Linked DNA regions of Mus musculus: regions 1, 3, 4, 5, 6 and 7 are each linked to region 2. Evidence: chromatin contacts called from public HiChIP or PLAC-seq and promoter capture Hi-C data. All regions are on one chromosome and are shown on one strand. Each heading gives the region's core, a stretch centred on a gene start, on an enhancer-like site or on the middle of the called end of the contact. The rest is flanking DNA. Distances are from core to core; before and after follow the strand shown.

Region 1 (3,774 bases), core at 1,019-3,518, 1.9 Mb before region 2:
GCCTCCCCCTCAAAGCTGTTGAAATGTTAATTGCCTATCTACCCCACTGTTTCCAATCCGCTTCTACATATTATTTCTACCTGGGCGAACTCACTTCAAGCCCCTGGTTGTGCCTGCCTGATAGCACGAGAAACGCTGAGCTGGAACGGTAGAGAGGCCAAGGCAGCCCCTTCTGCAGTGCCAGGCAAGCAAGTGGCATTATGTGAGCTCATCCACCAGGCAGGAGTGGCCAGCCACAGGAGGCTAGACCACAAACAATCGGAAGAGCCAATCCAGGTAGTTCTCTCACAAAAGCTACAATATGAGACAACAGTCCTCTAGGGCACAATTCTCACTGTGACAGGTATACACAGATTCCAAGATTCAACCCAGGCTGGGACATTAAGAGAGGCCATCAGCCCCAAACCAGGGGTTGCATGACATCATACGGCTCACGTAAATATTAACACTGCCCTTTCTCAAGAGCTTTGCTAGTTCAGAAAATGCATAGACCCTTGCTGTGGATGGATAAACGTGTATGTGTTTATAAATAAGTGGCTCATGTCTAACTAAAATTTAAACAAACATTAAAAAAAAAAACAGACAAACACTGAAGCCACCAAATTATTAGTCAGCCTAGAATGCAAACACTTCATCCTGACCTGGGTTTAGGAATTTACTGGCTCCTAGTTTCTATTCAACACTCCGGGGGTAGGGGTGGGTGCAGGGGGGGGGGTTCTCTAGTGTTTATTTTTGTTCCAAGGGTTTGCCCTGTTTTTTAGCATCTGAAAGCACAGGATGACCAGCAGCCCCAGTGGCATCTAATCTGGATGGGTAAGAGTCCATCACTCCCCCTTAACCCACCCCCCAAGTCTTGCCTGGTCCAGTTCTGCCTCCAAGCTGCCAATACCCCTGCTTCAGGAAAGTTCTACTCTCTCATTGGCTAGCCCAGAAGGCAGTCCTAATTCATACCAACCCTCAGCTGGCAGCTGCAGGCACTGCAGTCGGGCCTGGGCACCGGAGCGAGTTGTTTGCTGAGGGGATTTATTTATGGTCTTGTTTGTTGAGCAAAAGGGATGGGGCGGGCAGGCAGGCTTAGCTTCCCCCAACCCCCGCCCCTGTCCTTTCAGGCTCTTCCTCCTGAACTCCCCCCAACAGAGCCAAGCCACGGTTCAGGAACAACTCCACCAGCGAGCTCCGCCTTTCTAGAAAACTATTTATCCTTCAAGGTCTGACCTCGGCCGTCTCCCGTCTCCACCTGTTCCCAGGCGCTCATCTTATCATGGTACAACTAACTTCCAAATGGCCCAAATGACCCTCACCCCAGCGCTGTCCGCTTGCATTACTCTGGGCTGGAACTGCAAGCTGTCCAGTACCGCAGAGTGCCACCAAAAAGCAGGTCCCCAGCTCAGCTCCTGCAAGACCATTTAAACTCAAGAAAAAAAAAAAGAAAGAAAGAAAGAAAGAAAAGAAAAGAGAAAAGAAAAGAAGTGCCTGCCGGGAGCGCCCGGCTTTTCCGCCCGGTTCGCAGACACAGGACCTGATGCTAAATCAGCAGAGGCAGGTCCCAGCGCCAGGAAACACTGTTCCAAATTCCAAGCTTGAATCTGCAGTTGTATTTCCCTTCCTTTCATCCTAGCCCCACTGTTTCCTCTCCTCCCCGGAGCGCCTCTCCTGAGACCATTCCTTTTAAAGTCACTGGACATTCGGTTGGTTGATCTTAGCTCCTCTGTGTCAGTGTGAACTTCCCCAAGCCCACCACCGGTAGGCAGACGCATTTATAATTCCAGGCCCGAACTAGCACCCCCTTGTCACTGGCCCTAACTAGAGACAATCCAGGTGTAAGAGAAAACCGACTGGCCTTCCCCCTTTCTCAGGTGGGGGAAAGGGTGTGACGCCCCTGCCTCGGGCACAATTAAGGCACCCTGTGCCTCCCTTTGCACCCACTTCCCCCTTGCCAACCCGAAGGCGGTATGCCAGCGGCCCCACCTCGGATCGGCTCTTGAGGCTGCTCCGCTTAGGTCGCAGCAGAACATCCTTGAAGTCGAGTTTAAGGTCCGCGTCTATGCGGGGCATGGTGCTAGCGGTGCGCGGTAGCTTCCTGCGGCGGAGGCGGTGCGAAGGCCGGCGTCAGCCGGGAGCTGCGGGGCGCGTGCGTACAGTGGCGCCCGGGTGGCTGTGCGCAGACTGGTGCTCCGCGAACCCGGTGCGCACGCCTTGTTCTTATGCCCGCGCACCCGGAGCCCCCAGCTCCGTTCCCCAACGCCAGGCGCCCCAAGGGAGCGCCCCGCCCCCGGCTTCCAGGTCCCGCCCACATCCCGGGTCTCTGAGCTGAGCCCCGCCCCGGGCCCAGTTCTCTCTGCCTAAGCGCCCCCTCCTTCTGCTTGAGTCTAGCAGTGAGCCTGGATTCTGCCATGCAGCACCCTAGAGAGCTCTGACCTGGGCTGAGCTGCGAAATGGGTGCGGATTAGACTTGCACAAAGTCTCCCATTCCCCGGGGTATACCCTGATCGTACTCATAGGGGTGACCAAAGGAGAAGGTTAGGAGACCAGAGAGTACGTTTTGTTTTGTTCCGTTTTGTTTAGGACCGGGTTTCACTATGTAGCTCTTGCTGTCTTGGAACTCACTATGTAGACCAGGCCTGCCTCAAACTCACAAGAGATCTGCCTGCCTCTGCCAAAGACATGAGCCACTAAGCCTGGCTGTAGAGTATGGCCTTCATATGTGTTCCAAAGTGAATTCCCAAACCCCCTCTAAGGAGGGAGAAGCAGAGAGCTCACTGACTTGGTCCAAAATGATAGTCAAATGCTTAGCTCCTGCTGAATGCTGGCAAGGTAGACAAAAAGATTGCTGGAGATCAGAGCTCACATGCAGGATTCTTTCGGAATACGTGAGAAAGGGCCACCTTCTTTGGCATATACCCATGATTACATATCACAGACCAAAGTCAACCTCCAGGCTCCTCTGGTAACACACATTTGTAAGAAATGTCAAGGCCCCTGTGATAGAGAGCCTTCTTGTTCTCACCTCCCCAACTCACCCTCCACTATGCTAGTTCCAAGGCTGTTCCAGCTGACCTGCTCTCCCACCTCCTCCTTGTAGAGGGTAGGAGTCTCTCATCATTTTTGCTATTCTTCTCCCCCCCCATTATTTTCTCTATCCTCCCCACAAAAAGCCTATCCACAACCAGTCTTCTTTTCCTCTCTGCTCTGGACTCCTCCAGGTGCCTCTGGCTGTTCTTTCTTTCTTATCTACAATAAAAAGTGTGGTGGTTTGAGCAGGAATGGCCCCTATGGGCTCCCATATTTGAATGCTTAGTAATCAACCTGTGAACAGTGAACCTTTTTGAAGAGATTAGAAGGATTAGGAGGTGTGGCCTTGTTGGAGGAAGTATGTCACTGGGGGGTGGGGGGTGGGCTTTGAGGCCCAGGGTCATTCCATCTGCTTGGCATGCTGTCTGGCATAATGGTAATGGACTAAGCCTCCAAAACTGTAATCGAGCTCCAAAGAAATACTTTCTTTTATAAGAGCTGCTTTGGTTGGTCCTTCACAGCCACAGAACGGTGACTAAGACAAAAACCTTCTCCAGAACTAATGAAAACTCACCATCCTGGAGCTTTCTTTACTGTGCCCTTACTTACAAAAGGCTAAAAGTTTTGGCTTCCCTAATTCCCCTCTCAGTGTGCCCACCAAGTGTTGAGACAGGCCTCCAGTGTGCTCAAGAAGAAACCATTGGGTGATTATCCAAAGAGGGGGTGGGTTTGAGACTGTGTCAGTCAGTGGCAATGAGCATG
Region 2 (3,591 bases), core at 843-3,342:
TGCCACTGTCCTGTGACCATGCCTCTAACAGGGTGCATTTTATCTGTTCACTTTTCCAGTCACAAATAATGGCACATAATTTACACACTCCAGCACACATGCACACGGGAGTACACACACAGACTCTATCTTTTGTATTCTACACTGGCCTTGAACTTGCTATGCAGTCAAGAATGCACGTGAACTCCTGATCCTTCTGCCTCCACTCCAGCAAGCTGGGACTGCTCCACCACATCTAGTCTTTCCTTTGTGCATGTATTAGACCAACCTATAGGAAATTACCAAATGTTCAACACTTTTGACCTATAAAAATAAAAACTCCTTATGGTCTAAACGAATAGGTTTCTAGTGTTTCTGGATTATTTCCTTCGATTACATTTTCCGAGCTGGGTGTTGAGCAACATTCATCAACAGGAAAGGCTGTAGGTGAATATTTTGTGTTACCTGCCACTTTACAAACTGATATTTTAACCTTTTAAGTGTCGGACTTGTACCTAATTTTTAAATTATTTGCATGTTGTAGTCACCTGCACCTGTCTTCCGCATCTGTTTACACACTCCTCTGCCCAGAGCTCTGCTCTTTTATTATGGGTCCCAGCACTTTCCACATCAGTTTGTCTACATTTTTTAGCCCTTAGCTAAAAAAAGAGGAGGAGGAGGAGGAGGAGGAGGAGGAGGAGGAGGAGGAGGAGGAACGCTAAGTACTGGTCACTTCAGGAACACAACTGTTAGGTCTTAAACCCAGGACAAAGGGCTAACTAAGGTGCTTGTTTAACACCTCAAAGCGGGCCTGGCCCCTGGTTCTCTTAGCATCTGTCAGTGCTTACTACTTAACCCGATCCTTGCCCTAGTCTGCCCTCTACCCTAACGTCTCCAGTCCAGGGACTGGGCTGCCCTTCTCTTAGATGCCCTTCTTCATATAATCCAACCATTTTAGTGACCTAACCCCTTTTCTCTACCCTTTAAACTCCTGGCTCGCCTCTCTCTCCTCCTACTTCTCCCACGTGACCAGGCTCAAGGTCATGTTCAACCCTCTGGACTTTCCCAGATGTCTCTTGCCTCTGGCTATGCTTTCCCTTTTCTGGCGACTCTCTCCACCAACATACTGAGGGGCAGTCTTGTCCTTTCATTTTCTCCTCTGTCCTCCTCCCTCTCTCTCTCTTTCTCCTCCCCTCTCCTCCCCTCCCCTCCCCTCCCCTCCCCTTCCTTCCCCTCCCTCTCTCTGTCCCAGCATAGTCCCTTGTACTTGTTATTCATCCATCCAACAAACTTTCTCAAAATAACACAAAGGACCGGTAACTGCAAAGTGCAGCAGTCTTTCAAAAAGTTCGGAACTAAAACACTGCCTGTCTCAAATATCTTATTATGCCATAGTCTAGTTTAACATTCATATCCCTACTACGTTTTACGTTTCCACACTAGGACCTTTTAATGTGCTCTAACCCAAAACAAAAACTGTAGTCCCAAGTGGTGGTCCATGCCTTTAATCGCGTCAGTCAGCGGGCAAGGTCTGCTTGGTCTACATAGAGAGTTCCAGGACAGTGGAGGCTACATAGTGAAACTTTGTCTCAAAAACGAAAAGCAAAATCAAAACTGGAAATTTAGCTGTGAGTGTATGGACTCTGAAAGCATAGTTCCCTATGCCCGGTAAATAAGTCCCTAAAATACAACCCTAGGGAACTTGAGATCCCGGCTAGTTAATAAAAATCTAAGCCAGTCGAGCTTGGTCAAGAACTTCTCAAAGGTCTGCGAAGGGCAAAGGAGCCATTAACATTCTTAAGGGCAACTGCGAAATGAAACTGTAAATCGTAGGAGCCGAAAGAGCAACGTGATTCTGCAGCGGAAAATGGCTAAGGCTCACCCTAGTTCCTGTCTGGGAGACGAGGTTAGGGCAGGCCACAGGCAGGGAACAGGGGCGTGGGGATGTAAAGGCGGACCCGGCAGAGGGCAAGCCTGGAGGAGCCTGGCTGGGGCGACCAGACTAGGGGCGAGGCCAGGGAGGGCGGGGACGAGGCCCGCGGCGATGGGGAGGAGGCGTGGCGACGGCGGAAAGGGCAGGTCTGCGCGGCGGCCCACGCTCGCTCCCGAGGCGACTCGGAGTCGGGGCCGCGCGGGAGCGACCTGCGTGCGCGCTCGGGCCTGTGACCCGCTCGGGGATGGACAGCGGCTCCGTGGCGGCCGAGCGGCCGAGGCGCACACCGAGTCGCCAGCGGCTCCCGTCCTCCGGCTGCGGAGTTCCGGCGCGCCCGGGCGTCTCCACGCTGCCCGGTGGACGAAGCTGGCTGAGGCCTCGCGGACGGGCGGCCCGCGCGTCTCCGCTGTTGTTCCTCCTGCTCGTGCCCTCCCCGCGCCTGGCCGCCACCGCCACTGCCACCGCCCCGCGTAGGACGCTGGCTGAGCGCTCGCGCCCGGGGCTCGTTCTCCCCGCGGCCGCGCTCGGCGCCGGCAGGAACGCGCTGGGCCGTCTGCGGCTGGGCGCCCGGCGTGTGGCCGCGCTTGCGAGCAGCCGGAGAGGTGAGAAAGGACGGAGGGAGGGAGGGACAGCGGGTCACACAGGTGACCGGGCTGTAGCCACGCCGCCAGGGCGAGGGTTCGCAGCCCAGAGCCCCGGTGTCCTGGCTCCGGATGACACGCGTACTCGGGGCTGCCCTTGCACACCTGTTGGAGCCAGGGAAAAGTGGAAAAAGTGCTAGAAGCCGGTGCATTCAGGACCGAGGGGCGCAGATCCCTGAATGAAGAGATGACATTTCGTTTTGATTCCAAACTATTGATTCATTCATGGCCCGCTGTCGCCCATTCTCTGCCTGGCACTTTACTAGCTGTTTCGGGTAATTTGTTCAACAAAATCTTTTCTTTCCGGAGCTTACTTCAAGCAAGATATGCAGCAGGTGTTTTTCTATATGACTACACACACTTATCCATGCTAATTTTACTGTACTAATTTGACAGATAGTATAAAGAAAAATAGAGGCTTTATGTTTAGACTTGAAGAACTCTGTGCGTTTAAATTGAGTGACCAGAGCTTTGATGTGTCATTTGGGTAATTGAAGGAGGCGAGGGACACCGCTGAACTGCATAAGAAAGTAAACTAGCTGGAATGTGCTCACAGTAAATAGTAGATAAAATCTTATCGCACAGGCCAATCAGCAAACGTGGCTTAATTACTTCTTGAGTAACCTGTTTCTGGCCATTAGTGGCCATATGCACCCATGCTTTGGTTGTCTGTATTTTTTTTTCTATGAGAATTACCTGCATCTAAAATTTAAGAATACATATGGCTAGAGGAGAAACTCCTAATAGTTCTGAAAAATGAAGGACGCTTTATATGCAGATAGGAAAATGAGCAGTGAGCTTTATGCCCGAGTTTTGTAGGATTGGGAGTTGGAGATCTGTCTGGTTTCTTTTTCCCATAACTTGCCATCCTGTGTGCTCTTTTCATTGGTTCTGCCTTGAGACCAGGTGAGAACTGTGTAGCCCGAGCTGGCCTCGAACTCACAGAGATCCCTCGTGCCACCTAAGTACTGGGACTAAAGACTGGGCTACCACACCCCTGCTTGCTGTAGTTTTCACAAGCTGTTGTTGCCTGCCAAT
Region 3 (3,924 bases), core at 267-2,766, 1.9 Mb before region 2:
AGATAATAGCAGATCACTATTTGAGTCTTCTATTAGTCCATTTGTATTTGTTGGCTCCCTGAGTTTGATCTTCCAGAAAGTGTTTTTTATTAAAAATTGTTTACATTAACTTGAGGGGGGGGGGGGCGCCGGGGATGGCAAATGCTTAAATGTTCAGGTCAGAGGACAATTTTTTAAAGCCGGCTCATGACATTCATAATGTGGGTGCTGGGGACTTGGCCGCAAACCTCTTTCTAGCCCTTACAAAGACTTTATGATAAAGGTTATTGAATTCATGACCTGTCCTAAAACATTAAAGCAATGATCTTAGCAAACGGGAGAGAAACCTTAAGGGGAAATATTTTAGCCGTCTCTGAATATCTAAAAGCTCCTGGCCGTCTATCTGGAGAATTCTGTGTATCCTACGTACCTTATGCAGCTATAGTGAGAGGCTGTGGGCCGGAGAATGGAGGTGTACAGGTAAGGTGTAAAACTGTAAATGATTGTGTGCTGGGGTGTGTGCCAACAGCGGACAGCTCTGTAGAGGTGATTCTCCCCTTCCACCGTCACCTGGCTTCGGGGGATTAAAATCAGGTCATTAGGCATGTATGGGAAAGTGCTTCCATCCTGGGAGCCAGTTTAAGTGAAATTAAGATAGGACTTTGCAGCTCATTGCATTAGCTCAAAAAACAAACAAACAAACAAACAAACAAACAAAAAACTCAAACCAAAATGAGACAAAAGACAAGAAACCCATGAAATTCAAGCTTTGTTAAAGTCGGTCACTCCCAGGTAAGAGCTCCCACGTGCTTGGGTCCCAGGGCAGAGTGCATGTTTGCCTATAAGGATGTGCTGAGGGGGAGGTTTCCACTGTGTTGGAGACAGACTTAGGTCAGAGGTTCCAGTTGTGGTTTGGGTGTGGAAGGTCCTGTGGTCCCCAATAAGAAGCAGGGCTTTAGAAGGTTGTAGGCCCTTTAAGAGGTGGATAGAGATTTGCTGGAAAAGGAGGTGGGTCATGGAGGGTCTATCAAGTTGGACAGCCTGGCAACCACTTCCTGTCAGCACTCTGCAGTGCCTTCCCTGACTGCTGATACGTTCCTGGCCACAACGGAAGGATCCTCAGACAGTAAGCAAAAATAGGCCCTTCCTGCCCCAAATTGCGTTTTGTCAGCTATTTTGGTCATAGCAACAAGAAAAGCAACTAAAACCGTTCTAAAACCGGGTGTCTATCTGAAAATCAATTTTGAAACTCTAAAATGCAGATTCCCAGGGTCTTTCCTTGCAGTGTTTATGAAAGGAGGCCTAGGGAGAGGGCCAGTGCTTTACAGACACTCCCTAAGCGAACCTCACGGAGGAGCCTGCCTGCAGACGAACAAGGGTGACTTTCCTCTGCATTAAAAGGACAGATGTTATCTGCAGCTGTTATGGATGATACATAGCAACGTGATAAGATTGTACCCCAAAGACCTTAGAACGCGGGTCCACGGCTCTCTGCCCTTTGACTGCTATCTCTTACGTGTTTTCCTCCAGCAAATGAATGTGTGCGAGCCGTAATCCTGAAGCAAAACAAAGCTGCCTGTGAAATTATGGGTTAAAGGTTAATGATCTGTACACAAAGCCTCTTTGGAATTCTGCCCTAGAGTGCTGGGGGAGGGTGCTGCTCCCAGTCTCAGCTGCTAACTGGATACATCTTTGATTGAAAATGAACCCCATTAAGGAGTATGGGCTTTAGAGACCTAGTCCTGTCCCCTTCCCGCCCCCCAACCCCCCTCTTTTTTTTGAGACAGGGTCTTGATAGCACATTCTGGCTTCCAACTCATACTGTAGCTCAGGCTGGCCTTGAACTCATGATGATCCCCCTGCATCAGCCTCCCAATTGCTAACATTATAACAGGCACCACTATGTTTATTTTGGTTAACTATTTGCCTCAATTTTCTTATATCTAAAGAGTGGGGTGGGTTGGAGCACAACAGTATCCAGAAGGGGGTTTTCTCCAGGACTGACGGTAAGTGTGTCTCCGGTGCCGCCCAACATTTGGCAGGAAGCCAGATTACATTAACTCTCAATGTTCTCCTGTTTTTTCCCCCTCAGTGTCAGAAAAAAAAAAAAAGCAACTCTGTTTGCTTTCTTCTGTCTACAATTCCATAACTCAGAGCATAAGTTAGACCTTTGATACGGCAGCTTAAAAGTATCATAAACATTTCAAAAACACTTGGCTCTTGTTTTGAATGAAGGTATACAGTGGTTTTTTTGGCCCTCAACGTTCCACAGACATTTCAGGGATACCTAAAGGAGGGTATATTTATGGTAAAGAAAGCGTTCAGGCCTTAACAGGGGCATTTCCAAAGGGGAGCTGTTTCAGAGTACATCCACCCATTCCAACAGGGTTGACTATGTTGGTTCATTTTCTTGCTAGTTATTTTGAATTTCAGTACTCCCTTGGGTCTAAATTCTGTTAGGCATTGGCTTACCTTTACTATTAGATAATAATAATATCTAATGTCTTCTGCTAACCTGTGGGTCTAGAGCCACAGTGTGACCAAGTTTCTACTTAAAAGTGGAGGAGTTAAGACCATGGTTTCTGAATCTTTGGTTGTCACTAAAGGCCAGTTATCTAGTTAGTGCAAGAGGAAATGACACCACAGCTATTTCCCCTGGGTCAGCTGAAGGGGGTAGGCAAGTCAGGTTACATTTTGACTGGGTTCCTAGAGAAACGGAGTCAGATTAACTTATTCTTATTTAGTTTTTATTCAAGAAATACATAGAGTATGCCAAGCTCTCAGAAAATGTATTATAGCTGAATGAATAAAAGAAGAAAAGAAACCAGGACAGGCGAGACATGACTTTAATCCCAGTGTTTGAGTGGCAGGAAAAGGTAGATCTCTATGAGTTCAAGGCCAATCAGGTTTATCAAAGTCCAGGCTAGCCTAGGATACATAGTGAGACACTGTCTCTGGAAGAAAGGAAAAAGAGGAGGGAAAGAAGGAATAGATAGATATATCTATAATAGTTAGAATTAGTTGCTAACAACTGGGAAACAAGAAGAGTGACAAGGAAAAGCTAAAAAGACCAATTCTGATTCAACCCCACCTCTAGGAAGCCAGAAAATCATGGAATGCCCAGACACATTGTTTATGTCATGTTCTATACAATGGCAGATTGTCAGACTAGGAGTGGAGGAAATAAATCCCAGAATTCTCCCGAGAACACTGCCAAGAGTACTTGTAACAAGCCATCCAGTATAGGAAGGAGGTAGGAATCCCTATGGCCTGGGCACAGTTGCTTGTATAAGACAAGGAAGAAGGGATGCATTCATAATTCTAGGATGAAAGCTAGGCATGGTGGGAAAAACCTTGCGATCCTCACATTCAGAAAGATAAGGCAGAAGAATCGTGATTTTTTTGAGCCCAGCCCTGCCTCAACAACAGGAGACAAAACAACAGTAACCAGAAAGATGAGAGGTTTGAAGAGGGAGAGATGGCAGAGCCAGGTCTAAGGGAAGCCCCGTTGCTGGGAGAATGGGTGCTACGAAGAGTCAGGAGACCCTTGCTGTAATTGATCTCACTGCAGCAAGCGAAGAGACAGCTTGGCAAACCGGAAGTGGGCAGCTGAGACTAAGGGGGCGTGGCTGAGACCAAGGGAGGCAGGAGGAAGCAAGGTGCTTGCAGGAGCCTGCGGAACTTTTATTAGTCCCAGCCCCTAGCAATCATGTAAGGCCAAGTGTATTCAATCCCTAATGGCAGGGAGCCCCGATGGCACCCTAGCTACAGAGTAAATATCGAGGAATTAAGCCCCATTGGGTCTTTCCCTGGGCTAGGTATTGGCGCTCATTGCGCTGGGCTAACATGCACTAATACATACTGTGTCCAGGACTGGTGAGACTGTAGCAGGCAAGAGAGATTTGAGTAGCTATAATAATATTATTATTGATAAATGTAACATGT
Region 4 (3,635 bases), core at 156-2,655, 2.0 Mb after region 2:
ATAAGTAAGGAATTAAGCAACCTGAAAATTTATCTGGGTGGTACGCAATGCCGTTATATTTTTCTCCTTGAACATATGAACCCTGTATCATGCCAGATTTTGCCTATAAGTATACTACATACTATTAATTTGCTATCACACAGATTTTGAAATAGTAACGTTCAATTGGAGTTAAGACATTTTAAAGAACTGAGTTTTTGTTTGGGGTTTTGGTTGTGGTTTCACAAAAGCAGCTACTCCGGAGTCAAACTGTTGACCCTACTGCTTTCCAGTCAATATTACTCTTTAGACGCTATTTTTAAAACTCGGAACTCAAAAGAGTTTAAGCACTTCCACACTGAGAAAACCAGAAGTTTCTTCACAAGCAAACCTGCATATGAAATCATATTATGTGTACTAATGCTTACTCTGACAACCTGATGCTATAACGTAGCTAAACCCCATTCCCAATCACATTGATTAATGAAGGGAAATACACAGAATTCTCCAATTTCACAAATACAGCAACTTGAAGCCAGGAGACAGCCAGACAAAAGGAAATAGCAGAGAAGACAACTGTTTCGACTGCTCTAGACCTTGGTCCAGCCCCTGACCCCGCTATTATCTACTTAGTCATATCTCTCTCTCTCTCTCAACAAATAAAGGAACGAACGGTCGGTCCACCGTGATCACGGTGAGCAGGCAATAGGAGTACTGCAATTGGTTTGACATCTGTCAGCAAGAAAAAGGGCTAAACCAGGAAAGAAAGACTAAAAAAGATCGAAACTGCAAGAAGCGGTGTATGTGCGTGCGCGCGCGCACGGGGAAAGGCGGGGGGGGGGGGGGGGGTTAATGACAGAAACATGAACTGTGATCCAGTCGGGGCACTGGCGCGACTCGCGCGTGCTCCAGCGGCCCGCACCGGGCCGGGTTTGCGGACGCCCCGAACACCCGTGGAGTGGGTCCCCCACCGCTCCCTCCGCCCGGCGCATTACCCGTGAGGTTCCTCAGCACCGTGCCATGGGCCCAGAGGCTCAGGACCTGCTGCACCGACAGGTTGATCATCGAGTGGTCGGCGCCCTCCGCCCTCATCGTCCCCGCGGGGCGGCAGCGGGGCGCTCCGGGGGGCGCCGCTCGGCGGGTGTCGCAGGCAGCGTCCTCCCCGCCGGGGAGACATCGAGGAGCGCTGGCGGGCGAGGCCTGGGGCCGCGGGAGGGACCGCCGCTCCCGCTCAGGGCCCGCGTCGCGCCGCGGGGGCCCGCCACGCCACGAGGCCCGGGTCACGCCGTGAGGCCCGCGCGGAGCGGCAGCCGGCAGGGGCAGGCCGCGAGACGAGGCTCATCGCGGGGACGCGCGACGAGGCAGCGGCGCCCGGCCGCGGCACCTGCCGCCCGCCTGCCGCTCGGCCTTTGGGTAGCCAACACTCGAGGAGCCGCCCCCTCCGCCCGCGACCGCCCCGGGGCGCGCGCATGCGCGTGTCCGCTCCTCGGCCCCGCCTCCCCGGGGGTGAGCGGCTGCGCACGCGCACTGCCTCCCCCCCGCTCCTCGCGCGCGCGCGCGCGCCGCCCTAGGCACCCGGGAGCTCAGGCTGTCGTCGGCTCCCAGCGTCCGCCCGCAGTGGGGCGGAGGGAGCGCCACCTACGTCACTGGCGCCACCGCTGGGTCTCGCCGCTCATTGGCTGCTCCGAGGGAACAGACTCCAAGCCCCTCGCCCCCTCCTGACTGCGCGCCCCCGGAAACCTGAAACCGGTGAGCTGGGCGGGGATGAGAGAGCTGTGTATAGGTCCCGGGAGCTGCCAGGATTTTTGGAGCCTGCGCTTCGCTGCTCCAGATCCTTCCCTCTCCGTGAGGGCGTCTGCGAGCAACTTTTTGCAAAGGTGTAAATGCTCAAGATTTCATTTGTAGGGTTGTCTGAGAGTGCGTCCAGTGACCTGGATACGCCCCTCCCTTTGCTAAATCTACTAAAACAGAAATAGATCCTCTTTGTCATTTCAGCCAGTCTTCTGGCCGGCCAGCAGTAAAATACGAACTCCCCTTAGCTGCAGGATCTGAAACCACTTATTGACGCAGGGCCCCGTAGGTGTCCGAATGAATCCTCCTGGCCAAGGCTGGCTCTAGCGCTTCTTCCAGATAGGACTCTTTTCATCTAAAATTGTGAATCTCCCCAGCACTTAAACTAACTCAGCTTCGTCTCCCTGTCCTTCAAATCCAAGGTCAGCCTCAGAAGCATCTTAACTCCAGTTATGCTAGTTACAGTCTTCCTTGATGTTTGAAACCTTTTAACTTGAAATTAAAAAAAAAAAAATCGTGTTTGCATAAAAAACGTTAGTGCTCCTCACCCCATCCCCCTCGCCCAATTCCATCTTTTTCCAAATACTCTGCTGCTAAAGTTTACAGAAGGAAGTGAAGAAAGAATAGCTAAGCCAATCAAGTGTTTTTGCCCAGTAACTGAAGATTCGAATTGCCTAAATATTGTTGCTTTTGGTGAGCACCTTAAAAATGACAATAATGTATATGCAGGTTTATATTTATGCATGTTTTTGTTTTGCTCCCACAATATAGAAAAAAGTTTGGGCGTCATTAAGAGGAACCGTACTAAAACCTACTATGGTGTAGGGTTCAATGGCTGAATTAAATGTCAATTCAGGAGTATAGACTATCAGACATAAATGAGTTTAACATCAAATTCATTTTAGATAAAGAAGGGGCTTCATTTCTTTCTTTGTTGTTGTTGTTGTTGTTGTTGTTCTTCTTCTTCTTCTTCTTCTTCTTCTTCTTCTTCTTCTTCTTCTCCTATTTTTTTAAATTCTTCCTGGCAGCCATAGTATATGTCCTATCTTTCTAGTCTGAATTAAAGTTCAGAATGGGAAGTTAACCTCATGGTGCTGCGAAGGGATTTAACATTATTAGGTAACATGAGCACATTCACTGACAGATATAGCCAAGCCTCCGAAGGACATGTTAAACTCTCCTGTCGTCAGCTTACAAAATGAACCAGAAAACCTGCTTAACTAGCCAAAGAAGAGATGTTTGTAACAACCGCAGAAAATCACTCATGCTAATGGAGGGCTGTGGTTGCACCAACTACACAGAGGTCCCTTTTGTATCAGCAACACCCATCCTACTACTAGGCTGCCAGGAAAAACTGCTGCCCTAGGCAGAAGCAGTTGCAGGATCAGCTAGAGTCTATCAAGGGCTGTATAGCAAACAGTACAGGGCAAGCTGTTTGAAGCTCCCTTCCTAAGGCATCCATGGATTGTTCCAGATACTTGGTGCTGGTAGAGCGGCTGCTTGGCTGGCAGTCCTTTTGCTCAAGGCTGACAGAGATACAAGGGAGAGTCAACACCTGCCAAATGGTCAAACTAACCCATCCCCAACATCTTTATTAGTAGATGAATATTGGAAAGAGAGCCCATAATTTAAGAAATTACCATTAACAGTAATGGTGTTCATAATGTGTTTTAGCAGTATGTTGATAGTAGTTAACAGCTGCCTATCGCCTGATGGACAGATAGGCCCTCCTCATCTGCCTCACACACATGAGCCTGCCCACACAAGAGTCTTTACCCCAGCAAATGTTTACTGCTTATGTAACCTCAGGAAGATTATGTAAGGCTTCTAACTCTGTTGTTGTGAGTTTTTGTAACTTTCTTGTG
Region 5 (4,096 bases), core at 247-2,746, 1.4 Mb before region 2:
TCCCACAGAGTTGACCTTGGACCTCCACACATGTGCCACGGCATGCTCTCCCATGATGCATACTCACACACAGTAATAACAATAGTAATAATTAAAATTGGAAATTTTATTTTGAGATGATTTCAGCTTTATGAAAACATGACAAAATTAGAGCAAGAAATTCTTCCCAGTGTTTGCATTTTGTATAATTGGAGCATGATGATCAAACCGGAAAATTAATGTTGTGTTACTGCAAACAGATTTATCCGGACGTTGTCACTTACTGATGCCTTCCTTCTGTCTCTAGGACAGAGCATATTGCGTCAGTTTGCTGCCTCCTTTTTCTTTAGTCTGTAATTGGCAGTGAGCTTCGTGACCTTGATGATTGGAGACCATGTCCTCTTTCCTAGTACCTTTCCACAAAAGAGATCAAAGCAAGTGTGTGCTCACAGTTTGTGGTAGGAGGCAGCGATGTGGGTCTTGTGACTTGTTAAAGCACCTGCATGGTTTCTTTTGCCTCCAGGGTAGTGAGCATTCTGTAGAGAGATTTTGAGACTATGGTTCTTTTCAGTTTCATACCAATTAGGAGGTTTTCTTGACAGTTACTTCTGTTGTATTTATTCATTACCTAGACTGTATCTATTTTGATTTCTTCTATAAAGTCACTAATTTTATTTCTGCTGTAAAGAAAAGTTTTTCTGAGTCTGAGAGTTGGCTCAGTGCTTAAAAGCACTTGTTCTTTCAGAGGACCCAAGTTGAATTTTCAGCACCCACGTGGCAGTTCACAGGTGTCTCTAACTCCAGTCCCAGAGGGACCAACATCCTTCTCTGGCCTTCTTGGCACCAGGCACACACGTGGTGCAGGCAAAGACTGACAGACAGTAATTTTCAAGTTTTTATAAGCTTGGGATGGTGACTTCCACACCTGTGACTCCAGCACTTGGGAGGCAGAGGCAGGAGAATTGCTGGGCATTTGGGGAGATTAGTCTGTATAACAAGTACGGTGCCAGATAGTTTTAAACATTGAGACTTTTCTCCAAAAAAGAAAAAATTGTTTTTCTCTTTTCTATTTAAAAAAAAAAAGAAATTCAACTATTTGTGTGACTAGGGTCTCTGCTATTCTGTTCCTCAAGTCTCTGCTCGTGTGACATGGCATTTTTGTGGTTAATTTCTGCATCCACAGTATATTACAAACTCCACTAACTGTGTGCCCTTTCGATGTCTGTTTACGTTTTAAATTATTCTTTGCATTTTTAGGTATGAGGATGCGTGGGCTGCACTTCACAGAAGAGCCAAGGAGTGTGCAGACGCTGGCGAGGTAGAGTGTGCTGACCTTACTCTTTGGTAGAGTCCCTCTTTGCAGCCCTAAATGCCAGGTCCAGCCAGAGTAAAAGGGTTGCTTGGTTTCTCTGATTTGCAATATTGAAAGAAGAAGCTGGACCCACCTCCAGTACTGAGCTCGGGCGGGGTCCTATGTACAAGTGAAGAATCATTACCCATCATGTAGTGTAAATGTGGGTGTGCAGAGGCTGACAGGAGAGCGGTGAACGAGTTTTCAGTTACAAAACCCATGTTTGTGCATGTGTGTATTGTGAGCTCTTTGCACTAAGCCTGTAAAATTTCAGGGAATGGCAAAAATGAGGAAATGAAGTCAGCGTGGTTATTAACAAAGCAGGAGGTTAGAGCCAGAAGCTGGGGGCTTTGTCCATGGTGCACTGACTCTGAGATGCTTACATGTGCCCTTTGACCTTTGAAGTGGCCTATATTTCCTGGTGAATGGTTAAAGTGGGTGAGGAAGGAATAGGGAAACCTGATAGTCCTCAGAACAGTTGGTAAAACTGGTTTCCTTCCTGCATTTGCTACTGTGTTTTATCTTCATAGTGCAGGGTTCTGAGTGTGTTTCCTGTACACACACAGAACCCCTGCATTAAGAAATGAACATCAGATGTATCTTTTTTTTTTTTTAATGGTTTTTCGAGACAGGATTTCTCTGTATAGCCATGGCTGCCCTGGAACTCACTTTGTAGACCAGGCCGAACTCAGAATACTCAAGAAATCCCTCATGGATTGGAGTTTACTCCAAGGTCCTTAAGATTTTCACAGATTAATTAGACTCTCCTTACAAAACCCAATCTATTCAAAGTCGGAGTCACCAGAAGCAAAGATGACCCCTGAGGCTGTCCTGAAACATAAACTTCAAGAGTGAAAACTTAAGTCAGGTGTGAAGATGAACACTTGCAATCCCAGCATTTGACAGGCTGAAGCAGGAGGATTGCTCTCATCTTGAGCTCAGTCTTGGCTACAAAGAGAGTTCCAGGTTCTCCTGGTCTATACAGAATTATTATCTCAGAAACATAAAAACAAACCAAACAAAAACCCTCTCAGTAATGTGACCTTGAAGCTTACAAATGGGTAAATGAGTGTCTTTTTCAGTATTGCTTAAACTTGTGTTCATGTCAGGTCTGTCCCTGATAAAATAATAGCTTTTTATCAGACAGCACCAATCTCAGGCAAGGAGATGGGCTGTTCAGTGTTGTCAAGAAATTACTCTACAATTATTTCTACAGTATATTCTTTAAAAGATTATTATTCGTTTATGTGTGTGGGTGTTTTGCCTGCTTGTATGTGTGTGCACTCCATATGTGTCTAGTGCTATGGAGGCCAGAAGAGGGCATTGGTTTCCCTGAAACTGGAGTTCATTTGTGAGCTACCATGTGGGTGCTGGGAATCAAACCAGGCTCTGTAGACTATCAGCCAGTGCTCTTAACTGCTGAGCCACCTTTCTAGTTCCCAGAGCATATTCTTATATACTTGTAGGGTTCAGAGCAGTGTCTATGAAAGCACACAGCTATGGTCGGTGGTAATTGGATTGTTTATAAGCTTTGTCTAAGCAGTTGTGGTTTCCCCCTCCCTCCTCCACAGTCTACAGACAAATAGTTAAAAGTTACTTAAGGATTAGGCATCCATGGTAGTTTTCCGAAGCTAGACTTCTAGTGTTTTCCTTTTAATTCCTATTATTGCGAAACAGTTTCTAGTCTTTAGATTGAACTCTTAAGAGTAATGGTTTTATTTAGCAGTTTGATTTGTTAAGTGAGCTGAGTGAGACTTCACTTCTCTGCTCAGGGTGCATTTCCTGTGACAGGAGGGGAGGTTACAATTTCTGATTATCATCTTTGGTGCACTAATTTGTTTTGGTCTTACACAAACAGCCTGGTCTCTGTCTTTTTTTTAATCCATAAAATGTGTCAGACACCACTTAACTTTGCTTAACAAGCAAGCTTGTTCAGATAGACTGAATGAACTGTAGAGTTTTATGCTATGTTAATTAGTTTCATTGCTCTGACAAAATACTTGAGCTAATCAGCTTATTAAGGAGAAAGGGTTTGCTTGGCTATCATTTTGCTTTATGACTGGTCCTTTTGCTGTTGGTTAGACAGTGTGCCATGTTGGGAGCATTTGGTGGAAGAACTATGTTCATCTCACTGTAACCCAGGAGTCTGTCACCCAGAGGAGGAGCCTGGAATCCCCATCCTTTCAAAGACATGCCCGTGGTGGTTTAGCTTTCTCACGCTTAGCCTCACCTATGAAATGTTCCACTGTCTCCCAGCTACTCTGCATACACTGTTAGCTTGCAAGCCTTTGAGGAACATAGAAGATGTAGTTTTTGTAAGATAATATATCTAAATTGCTTAACCCAGAGTCGGGCTTGTAGCAGATGCTTAGTGTGTTGTACCATTGTATAATCATCTGTGATGGTTTGACAGTTGTTCACCCTCACATTTTCTTAAATTAAAATACTTTAGTGTACTCTGCTATATTCTTTCTACCTAAAAACTTTATGTCCTATATAAAGAATGTAATTTTTAGTTTTGTGTAAAGTTAGAATTAATAAACCATTTTTAAGCCTTAATATTTAAATATGCTGTGCTTTGATTTTTGGTAAGAAGTAGTTTTTGTCTAAACCTTAGTTATTTTAGACTTTTCAAGTTATCTAATGAACCATGGTATGATCTATAATGCCTTAAAAAAGATTATGCTGTGTACCAGACAAAATATTTTAACTTCTTCTCAAGTTAGCAAGTAATTACCAGTAAATCACTTTTTTATTTGTTTCTGT
Region 6 (4,134 bases), core at 289-2,788, 1.8 Mb before region 2:
TTCTCAGATTCAGCCATAAGCTCTCACCTTTGCTCCCCGTGAACTGCAGCCCAAAATAATCAACCTCGATGATCCCTAGACGCCTGCACACCTAAAAACAAAACCAAAGGTATGGGGTGTGAGCAGTGCAAACCTAAGGGCTCCATCCGAGGAGAGGACTGGCCCCTGCTTTCCCAAAGTTCTACCTTCTTGCAATGCCAGTTGGTAGACCGACCGGAAAAACAAGGTTTTAAGGAAACAGCAAAGCCAAAACGCAGCCCTCCAGTGGAGGCTTGGCCTTGCTTGACTATTTCTAGGGTCTGACCAATGGCACAGGGAAAGGGGTCCCCCCAAAACAGACTTCCCAAAAGGCTGAGGTAGAAGAACACACAGGGTGTTTTATTTCTTATTCCAATCGCTGGAATTCCCCCCGCCACCCCCCCCCTCCGCCCCGCAGCACCATCTGCACAGCTGATTTGGCAGCGTATTATCTGGACAGTTTTAACCATCTGGATTCCAAAAACACAAACGCATTGAGGAAGCATGCTACAAGTGTCAGCTAAGCTTTACAAGCGCCTTTCCAAACAGCTCAGGTCCACAGGTCTCGTAGACACAGTATTTCAAGGGGTCAAATGGGCCTGCCAATATCCATTAGGCACACCCCGTTAGGAGCCTTAGTCACCCTTAAGAAAACACACGTGTAAAGACCCCTCAAGAAGGAGGCTGCCTGCAGAACCGTCCCCCGCAAATTACTCAATATACTCTGGATCCCTAGCAAGCCTAGAGTGTCAGGTGAACAGTCCTTCTGAGAAGCGGCTTGAGATTCGGGCCCACCTGATCAGCTAGGGAGCCCCGGGGCCAGCGACCGCTTGCAACCATCTCATCCCGGGACGCGGGTGGCGCTGCCGGGCTTTGCAAGGACTCCACGGGAGGCATCACACACACACACACCTGCGGCAGGTGTGCCGGGCCACCTTCTTTAGAGAAAAGTGCCAGGCTAACGGACAGGGTGGAGGTTCCCAGCAGTGTTCTGGTCTCCGGGCCCCGGATCCCCCACCGTAAGCGTCCTCTATGCTCCCCCCGCCCCCCCCCCACCGCACTCTCCACTCGCGGGGAGGAGGAGGAGGCTGGAGCCTGGCGTCCCGGGAGCACTCCACGGGCCGCTGCTGCAACGTCGCCCGGCTCCCGGGGAGCATCCCCGAGCCCCGAGGCTTCCCGGGGACAAGAAGGGATCCCCTTTCCGATCGCCGCCCTCACCTGGTTGAGACAGTCCTCGCCGTTGGCTTTTGCCTCCACCTCTACCTCCATCAGCACCGCGTCCGGCCTCGTCACATAGCACAGCATGGCTGGGGCCGCCGCCACCGCCGCTTCTTCTCGGGTGTGCGCCGGAGCTGTCGCCTCACCGCAATTGCTCCAAGTCGACTCCGGGCTCCGTGAGGAAGGTGCAGCCGTGCGGCCACCCGCCCTGCACCCCACGCAGCCGCCACTCGCGTCCCCGCCACCCCCACGACAGCCAGTTCCCGGGAGCTACACGGCCGCGCCGCTCCGACAGCCCTACTGCCTGCGCCGCTACAGGCACGCGTCTTTTATAGAGGCCCCGCCCCTCCGGCACCGGACTCCGCCAATCACAGCGTGCTTGCCCCTCCTCCCCAGCTCCGGCAACCAATTCCCAGTCTCGGTGGGCTGAAGCCCCGCCTCCCGGCACCGCCTGTGGAGCTGCGGGAGGTGGGAGCCCATCCTCTCCCCAATCCCCAGCACGGTCGCGGCCTCTGCCACTGGGCGACGCTCCTCCCAGCCCGCTGTCGCCCGCAGCTCCAGGGGACGCCTTTCTGTCCGGGTTTGAGAGAACTGTGATCAAAGGCTCCTGTGATGCTACGTTGCTACTACGGTTCTCAGGACTCCTGCGTGGGGTTACTCTAATAACCAGGTGGTTTGTGAAAGCCAAAAGAGAAGCAAGCAAGACAGAGAGCCTAAAGAAGAGGCTTTTCCGCTGGCATTTGCCACCGTGGGTTGTCAAAAGAAGAATCTAAGTAGAAAAGTTTTTGCAGCTGACCCAATATAAGCCGGTAATTTGATCCAAGCACCATTCTTATATTAACTCGTGCCAAGGGTTTCTATGTGTGGGTTCTGCTACATTGAAACACCTTACCAAGTTATGTCACCCAGCCTATCTCTCATCCAATTCGTTCACTATACACCTGGTACACTCCCTGCCCTTTCTTTCAGACACCCAGATGTTACCCCATCTTAAAGATAACAGGCTCATCTCAGGACCTAGCAGGATGGGAATCTCAATACAAGAGATTAGTGGTTAAAGGTGTACAACCTTCATATTTTTACCACCTGTTTCTCTTGGCCTATACTGTCTTTTTTGGTTTCTAAGATAAGCCGGGAGATATGGGTTTCAGCCTTGGATCTTTGGAAAACTCCATCTCTCTGAAGCTCAGTGTCCTCGCAGAATGGAGACTAGCTATTTTTGGACACCCCCTCCTGCAAGCCGCCCCCCCTCGCCCCAGCACCGCTGGGAAGCAATCTAGCCATCCCTGCCTGCCAATGACCCTATCTCTGTGCCGTTTGTTTGCTGTGCGTTTAAGACGAAGTCTTGCTGTATAGCTCAACCTGGTGGTGCACCTCGTACTTGGGCTCAGTGATATTTATTTCTGACGATGGGGAAAACATCGGAGAAGGACTGGGATCTTAGCAGAGCCCTCGCGGAGAGAACTGTTCAGTCTTTTGGCTTTGTGTTTCAGGAACACATGGTACAGTTCTCGAACTGCTCCAAGTCCAGTGTAAGCTTGCATTCATCCACCGGTCTACTGCTCATTCCTTTCCTTCCCGGAAGCAGGTCTGGCACGTGTACCTGGGAGATAACATTTAGATTATCTAATCTGTGGCCCATCGCTGGAAATTTCACCATAAGGAGAGGAGGCAACATGGAAATTGGTTGTATTGCTTAATATTTTTGAAAGGCCAAAACTTAACCAGCTTAAACAAGGGGGAACTTAGGGGACAGATTTGGGGAAATTCCTAGATACTGGGAGTAGAAAGGAGCTGAAGAAGAACAAAAATAAACAAACAGAATAAACAAAGACAAGACAAGAAACAAAAACAGAAACATTTCTATTTAACTATCTTTAAAACTATCTTACTTTGGGGTTTGGCAAGGATTTTTTTTAAATGGCTTTCTTTCATAGAAATGATTCTATATTTATATTTTTAATATGAGCAGCTAAATAATTTGTAGAAGCGAAGGAAATGTCAGGTTTAAAATTTTTAATTAAGAAAAATTTAACAACCATCAGTTACTTACAAACCAGTTGCATGGCTAACAATGACATAGGCATCTCTTTAACCCACATCCATTGAATTCCTTCTGTGAGATCCTCAATAAAGAGCTAATCATTTTAAAACCAAGTATCTCCAGAAAAGAGCCAGCAAAGGGGCTCTGTGGATTAAGGTACCTGCCACCAAGCCTGATGACCTGAATTTGACCCCAAGACCCATGGAGCAACAACCACAGGTTGTCCTCTGACCGATACGTGTTACATATATGAACACTAAAGTGTAAAAATTAAACTAAGGCATCGCCAGTTACTACTGAAGAAAAGAGGTGGTTTTAACAAAAGAGATCAAGGGCTGGGATTGAAACTCAGTTGATAAAGTGATCACGTAGTATGGACTTAGCCCCGAGTACCATCAAGTGGCCCTGGTGGCAACAGTGTGCCACCACTGTGTAATGGCAACAATGTGCCACCACTGTGTGTAATGGCAACAGCGTGCCACCACTGTGTGTAATGGCAACAGCGTGCCACCACTGTCTGTAATGGCAACAGTGTGCCACCACTGTGTGTAATGGCAACAGTGTGCCACCACTGTGTGTAATGGCAGCAGTGTGCCACCACTGTGTGTAATGGCAGTGGTGAGACACCACTGTGTGTAATGGCAGCGGTGTGACACCAGGCCAGCAATCCCAGCAGCACTTGCAGGATAGAGGTAGAAGCATCAGAAACTTGAGGTCATTGTAGGTTAAGTAGGGAGTTTGAGGATATCTTTAGCTAAAGACTAGACCTCAAATTAATTAAATAAAAAATTAAATAAATAAAAATTAATTAGTGAATGAACTGAGTGATTGAAACTCTTAGCCAAATGTTGTGG
Region 7 (3,851 bases), core at 330-2,829, 1.4 Mb before region 2:
ACACTATATGCCTGTTGTTACCCTCTCAACTCAACAAAAGAGGTTAGAGTAGAAAATTACTAACAGCACAGCTTGCCTAAGGACCTGCAGATGTGCTAAGGTCACATGGCTGGTCAACTTTAAAATAAACGGAATGTGAAGTGCAGAGATGAACACAGTCACAGTCTTTGTTGAAAATAGACAAATATAAGCAGCAAAGGAGATGAAAAACTTAGGGGAGAAAGATGGAACCCAGATGATGCACAAGACTGGATCCTCCTGGTTATTCAAACAAAGACTAAAGGGGAAAAGGGCCCTGCTTTGGGGTTGCAAAAGCTGTTCTCGATGCTCAGCGGGCCTGCCATTCTGGGCTGGTGCCTGGCTTTGCCAAGTGGCAAAAATGAATTGCCACACTTACACTACTCCAAGTCTACGGGGCTCTTATTATGAAGTGAGGGTCCATATTTCTCACACAAGAGAGTTCAAGCATATAAATCTGTAGAAACAATTTACGTGCAAACCCTAGCAGGAAGCTAACTCCTCGATTCTATTTTGATACAGCTAATGAAACACATGACTAATATTGATAGAGAAGCTGAGCTCCTGATACTGAACCTCTTATAACCTTGACCATCTTGTCATTTAAAAAAGAGGGTGTCACCCTGGTAGCCAGTCTTAAAGCAAAATGAATCCTCATTTTGGAAGTCTGCACTCAAGGAAAAAAAAAAGCATGACTAAATATCCAACTTCCTAGCTCAGTAGTCGTCTTTCCTGAGTAGAAAAGGCTCGGAGTGTTTTAATCCCCTTTTCCACGTGGAAGGGCTGGGGATGTCACCCACTGCCAGAGTGCTTGTCTAGTATGCCACAAAGGATGCTTGAGATGTCCCGGGGACAACGCGGTGAAACAACTGAGAGGAAAGGAAGGGGGCAAGCAAAAACAGAGGAGTACCCTACAATAGATGACGGCTAGACTAGCCCAGGGAAAGTGCATAGAGAGGAGGAGGAGTCTGTGCACGTAGTTTTGGGACAGAAGGGATGAAAGGAAGAAAAAAGGTGAGCAACTGCTCTGAGGATAACTGAAAGGTTGAGAAAAGATTGACGCACAGAATAAAGAGGGTTGGCTCAGTGGGAGAGCCTTGGTATGCAAGAAACCGAGTTCCACCCCCACAAGGGGGCAGAGGAGGGGAAACATGGCTTTGGCAACATGGAGAGATGAAGGGCACAGAAATTTGACGGGGTCAGTCAAAGATCTAGAGTGGGCAAAGTAAGGGTTTGGAGACAGGTGATCATCACCGACAAACCCCAATACGGAGTACCAAAGCAGTGTTGTTATAGGGAGGCGCAGCCACCCAGGAGATTCCCGCAGCGCTCTTCCGACCTTCGAAAGCCAACCAACCCTTCAACTAAAGGATGCAGGGGCCTGAAATCATCCTTCCAAGAAGCAGTCATAACCTTGGAGAAGGCCGGCTTCCCGCCCTGTCTGCAGAGCGGGCGAGCGCGCTCGCGAAGGCCCCGCCCCTCGGCGCCGCGCGAGCCTCCCCTGAGCGCCGCACTGCGGCTGCGCCGGCCGGGCGCGCGGAGGGGGGCGGGGACGCGGAAGGCGCGGCGGCCGGGGAGGCTGCGGCGGCGGCGGCGCGGTGAAGCGAGAGCCGACGCGCGGGGCGAGGGGACGCCCGACGGCGTCCGAGGGCGCGGTGGCGCGAGGCCTGAGGGAGGGGACGCGATGCTGGAGACCCTGCGCGAGCGGCTGCTGAGCGTACAGCAGGATTTCACCTCCGGGTGAGTACGCGGTGGGCGGCCGAAAGGGCTCCCCCACGCGCGTGGGCGCGGGGCTGCCGTCCGGTCGGCGCGCGGAGACAACGAACTTCCCGGTGTCCCGGCGGCGGCACCGAGTCACTTTGGTCGCAGCGGGAGGGATGCCCTCCTGCCCTGTCGCGGGGCAGCTCTGCTTGACGGGGCAGGATGGTCACGTGAGAGGCTGTGTCCTCTGCTCTGGAAGCCCGCCGGCCTACCCCGGGGCAGGACTCACGGGCCCCCGCCTTCCCCTCCTCTTTCAGCGGGGACACCGGGCCATTCGGCCCGATCCTTGACCACCCCTTCTCCGGCCTTCTCTGCCTTTACCCTGGTTTAACACCGTGACGGAGGAGCTGGGCCCAGAGGGACAGAACTGGAGCGGAGCTGTTCACACCCGGAGTTGCCTAAACTTTGGACGCCCCCGGGAACCTTTCGCAATCTCCTGGCTCTCGCCCTCTCTGAGCTTGGGTTAAGCTGGAATGTCACGGGATTCCGATGTGCTACAAAGTCGGGGAACTTGAGTGGGTACCAGGCTGCCTAAAGCACTATTGTAGGATTTTACCTCTTAACCTGACTGCGAGTTACCGGGTCTCTTGTCTCTGCTTACTGTACTGTAAGATAGTGATGGTGCTTATCTCGCTCGCAGTTTAATGGGACTATTAGTGGCTGTGTTAAATAGGCAGGAAGCACTGTTTGTATGGCTTTTCGTTTATAATTCCTTTTATTGCTTTACAAAAAGTCACGTTGTAAAGAATCTGCCATCCCTCTGGTTTGTTCAGGCTTTTGTTTTGAGACAGCGCCTCACAGATACTTTACCCTAGATCAGACTTGAACTGGTGGGAATACTCCCTGATTCAGCTGCCCCAATGCAACGTGATTTCAGGCATCCACCACCATCCCCCCCTGCTGGTCTGTCATATGTTTGGCGAATGTTCCTGATGTGAGGGCACCTTTGTCATAATGCTATACTTTAATAATTAATGGGAAAAATGACAGCCGATCTCCCATCTCGTGGAACAAAAAAACTGCTTTATACCATTTGCCTGTTGAATAGTAACAAGCTGTCAGATACTTGAAGGTGTCCAATGTATATAAAGCATTATTGATGATTTTAGTTTTGTGGTCTTGTCAATATCGATTATGGGCGCCTAAGGAATTATTCAGTGATGAGGTTTTTTCATGGTTGCTTTTTTTTTTTTAAATACAGGTTTAGGAAGAGTAACTTCTGGTTTTAAGTGTAAACTTTAAAAACTTTGGTGTATTGTTGTAATAACTTGCTTGTAGCACGAGAGTGGCCTTGACTAACACCCACTTGAATACTCTTCTGTTACTCCTTCAAGGAATTTTTGGGTGTCTCTGCAGTCCCTTTTGGTAGTTGCTAAGAGTGTAGATCACATGTATGTCTCAGAAGTCACCCCTGGGCTTGATGTTAGTTTAGGAGCGTGGATTCTGGATTGTACAGCCCCCAAAGGTTCAGAGTTTAGTTAGGGACAGAAGCTGAGGAGCTTCGGTTAGGACCCCTTGGAAATCGATGTCATAGCCTGGGGCCAGCTCAGTTAGACAAAATCCTGAGAAAATGTTGTTCTCTGTAGGATACTTAGCTGACAGACAGGTCAGCAGACTGCACCAGCATCTATTCCCCTGAAGGGAATGTAACAGACTTCAAGCTGTGTGTGTCTGCCAGTGAAAGGGCCTTGCTCCAACTGCTGAGGACCTCGGTTTCCTTCACATTCTTTATTGAGGGAACAACAAAACAACCACAACAGAATTCATCTTTCTAGCCCTCCCATGTTCCTGCCTGAGGGCTTATCTAGTCTGTTTTACATACTTGACCACTTTGGCCTTGGCTAAGAAACCAAGCACAGAAGTTGAGTACCTGTTTCTGTTGTAAACTGAGGGGTTCAGTTGAGCCATGGCAGTCACCTCCCAAGGCCATCAGAGTGATCCTGGTGTCCCTGCAGGACCCTTGGTAGGTAGAGCAAGTGTCCTCGCTCAATTTGCTCTGAGTTTGATGTGAGTCGCCTTGCTCCTAAGAGCTAGCAGGAGCCGTGTCTCTCAGATTTTATGCTCATTTCCGT

What was found. Promoter capture Hi-C pulls out the DNA fragments that hold promoters and counts their contacts. HiChIP or PLAC-seq counts read pairs in DNA pulled down with a chosen protein or histone mark. Capture Hi-C pulls out chosen DNA fragments and counts their contacts.
Region 1: a contact with region 2 is called in a promoter capture Hi-C map of embryonic stem cells, with 3 times the contacts expected there. The contact joins the promoter of Gmpr here to the promoter of Mcur1 in region 2. A contact is called at or near these places in 6 of 39 promoter capture datasets (cranial neural crest, embryonic stem cells, hippocampal neurons and 3 more).
Region 3: a contact with region 2 is called in an H3K27ac HiChIP or PLAC-seq map of microglia, with 20 times the contacts expected there. The contact joins the enhancer-like site here to the promoter of Mcur1 in region 2. A contact is called at or near these places in 4 of 39 promoter capture datasets (cranial neural crest, liver and pre-B cells), 2 of 115 datasets of contacts at active chromatin or transcription factors (large pre-B cells and microglia) and 1 of 9 other capture datasets (adipose tissue).
Region 4: a promoter capture Hi-C map of liver shows a contact between it and region 2, with 3 times the contacts expected there. The contact joins the promoter of Tmem170b here to the promoter of Mcur1 in region 2. A contact is called at or near these places in 2 of 39 promoter capture datasets (liver and pre-B cells), 1 of 484 Hi-C or Micro-C datasets (CD4 T cells) and 1 of 9 other capture datasets (liver).
Region 5: a contact with region 2 is called in a promoter capture Hi-C map of pre-B cells. The contact joins the enhancer-like site here to the promoter of Mcur1 in region 2. A contact is called at or near these places in 17 of 39 promoter capture datasets (the 3T3-L1 cell line, 3T3-L1-derived adipocytes, the HPC-7 cell line and 11 more), 1 of 15 datasets of contacts at CTCF or cohesin (stem cell-derived epiblast-like cells), 7 of 484 Hi-C or Micro-C datasets (the HPC-7 cell line, Th1 cells, brain and 3 more) and 2 of 115 datasets of contacts at active chromatin or transcription factors (fibro-adipogenic progenitors and large pre-B cells).
Region 6: a promoter capture Hi-C map of liver shows a contact between it and region 2, with 2.5 times the contacts expected there. The contact joins the promoter of Mylip here to the promoter of Mcur1 in region 2. A contact is called at or near these places in 3 of 39 promoter capture datasets (the 3T3-L1 cell line, hippocampal neurons and pre-B cells), 1 of 484 Hi-C or Micro-C datasets (CD4 T cells), 1 of 115 datasets of contacts at active chromatin or transcription factors (double positive thymocytes) and 1 of 9 other capture datasets (liver).
Region 7: a contact with region 2 is called in a promoter capture Hi-C map of embryonic stem cells, with 5 times the contacts expected there. The contact joins the promoter of Dtnbp1 here to the promoter of Mcur1 in region 2. A contact is called at or near these places in 11 of 39 promoter capture datasets (the 3T3-L1 cell line, the HPC-7 cell line, HPC-7-derived erythroid cells and 7 more), 1 of 15 datasets of contacts at CTCF or cohesin (stem cell-derived epiblast-like cells), 4 of 484 Hi-C or Micro-C datasets (all in embryonic stem cells), 6 of 115 datasets of contacts at active chromatin or transcription factors (embryonic forebrain, embryonic stem cells, large pre-B cells and 2 more) and 4 of 9 other capture datasets (adipose tissue, embryonic stem cells, liver and 1 more).

Annotation. Positions count from the first base shown.
Region 1 is chr13:45,505,938-45,509,711 of GRCm38.p6, reverse strand. Gmpr (guanosine monophosphate reductase) reads right to left here and starts at 2,268. Exons shown (of 9, transcript NM_025508.5): 1 at 1,969-2,268. The coding sequence starts at 2,055.
Region 2 is chr13:43,558,692-43,562,282 of GRCm38.p6, reverse strand. Mcur1 (mitochondrial calcium uniporter regulator 1) reads left to right here and starts at 2,092. Exons shown (of 9, transcript NM_001081059.3): 1 at 2,092-2,514. The coding sequence starts at 2,157.
Region 3 is chr13:45,452,918-45,456,841 of GRCm38.p6, reverse strand. No RefSeq gene overlaps it. Among named protein-coding and RNA genes, the nearest start is that of Gmpr, 53 kb to the left of the region's middle. Within about 2 kb of position 1,516, at least 179 of the 459 cell types and tissues checked have an H3K27ac peak or open chromatin away from gene starts, as enhancers often do. A contact at or near this core is called in adipose tissue, liver, microglia and 1 more, where this site is marked.
Region 4 is chr13:41,603,652-41,607,286 of GRCm38.p6, reverse strand. It overlaps Tmem170b (transmembrane protein 170B), which reads right to left and starts at 1,405. Exons shown (of 3, transcript NM_001163572.2): 1 at 975-1,405. The coding sequence starts at 1,071. It overlaps Gm32184 (a long non-coding RNA gene), which reads left to right and starts at 1,211. Exons shown (of 3, transcript XR_382252.4): 1 at 1,211-1,728.
Region 5 is chr13:44,983,236-44,987,331 of GRCm38.p6, reverse strand. Dtnbp1 (dystrobrevin binding protein 1) reads left to right here. Exons shown (of 10, transcript NM_025772.4): 4 at 1,237-1,297. Among named protein-coding and RNA genes, the nearest start is that of Dtnbp1, 17 kb to the left of the region's middle. Within about 2 kb of position 1,496, at least 31 of the 459 cell types and tissues checked have an H3K27ac peak or open chromatin away from gene starts, as enhancers often do. A contact at or near this core is called in the HPC-7 cell line and pre-B cells, where this site is marked.
Region 6 is chr13:45,387,146-45,391,279 of GRCm38.p6, reverse strand. It overlaps Mylip (myosin regulatory light chain interacting protein), which reads right to left and starts at 1,538. Exons shown (of 7, transcript NM_153789.3): 1 at 1,237-1,538; 2 at 1-91. The coding sequence starts at 1,323.
Region 7 is chr13:44,999,824-45,003,674 of GRCm38.p6, reverse strand. Dtnbp1 (dystrobrevin binding protein 1) reads left to right here and starts at 1,579. Exons shown (of 10, transcript NM_025772.4): 1 at 1,579-1,758. The coding sequence starts at 1,703.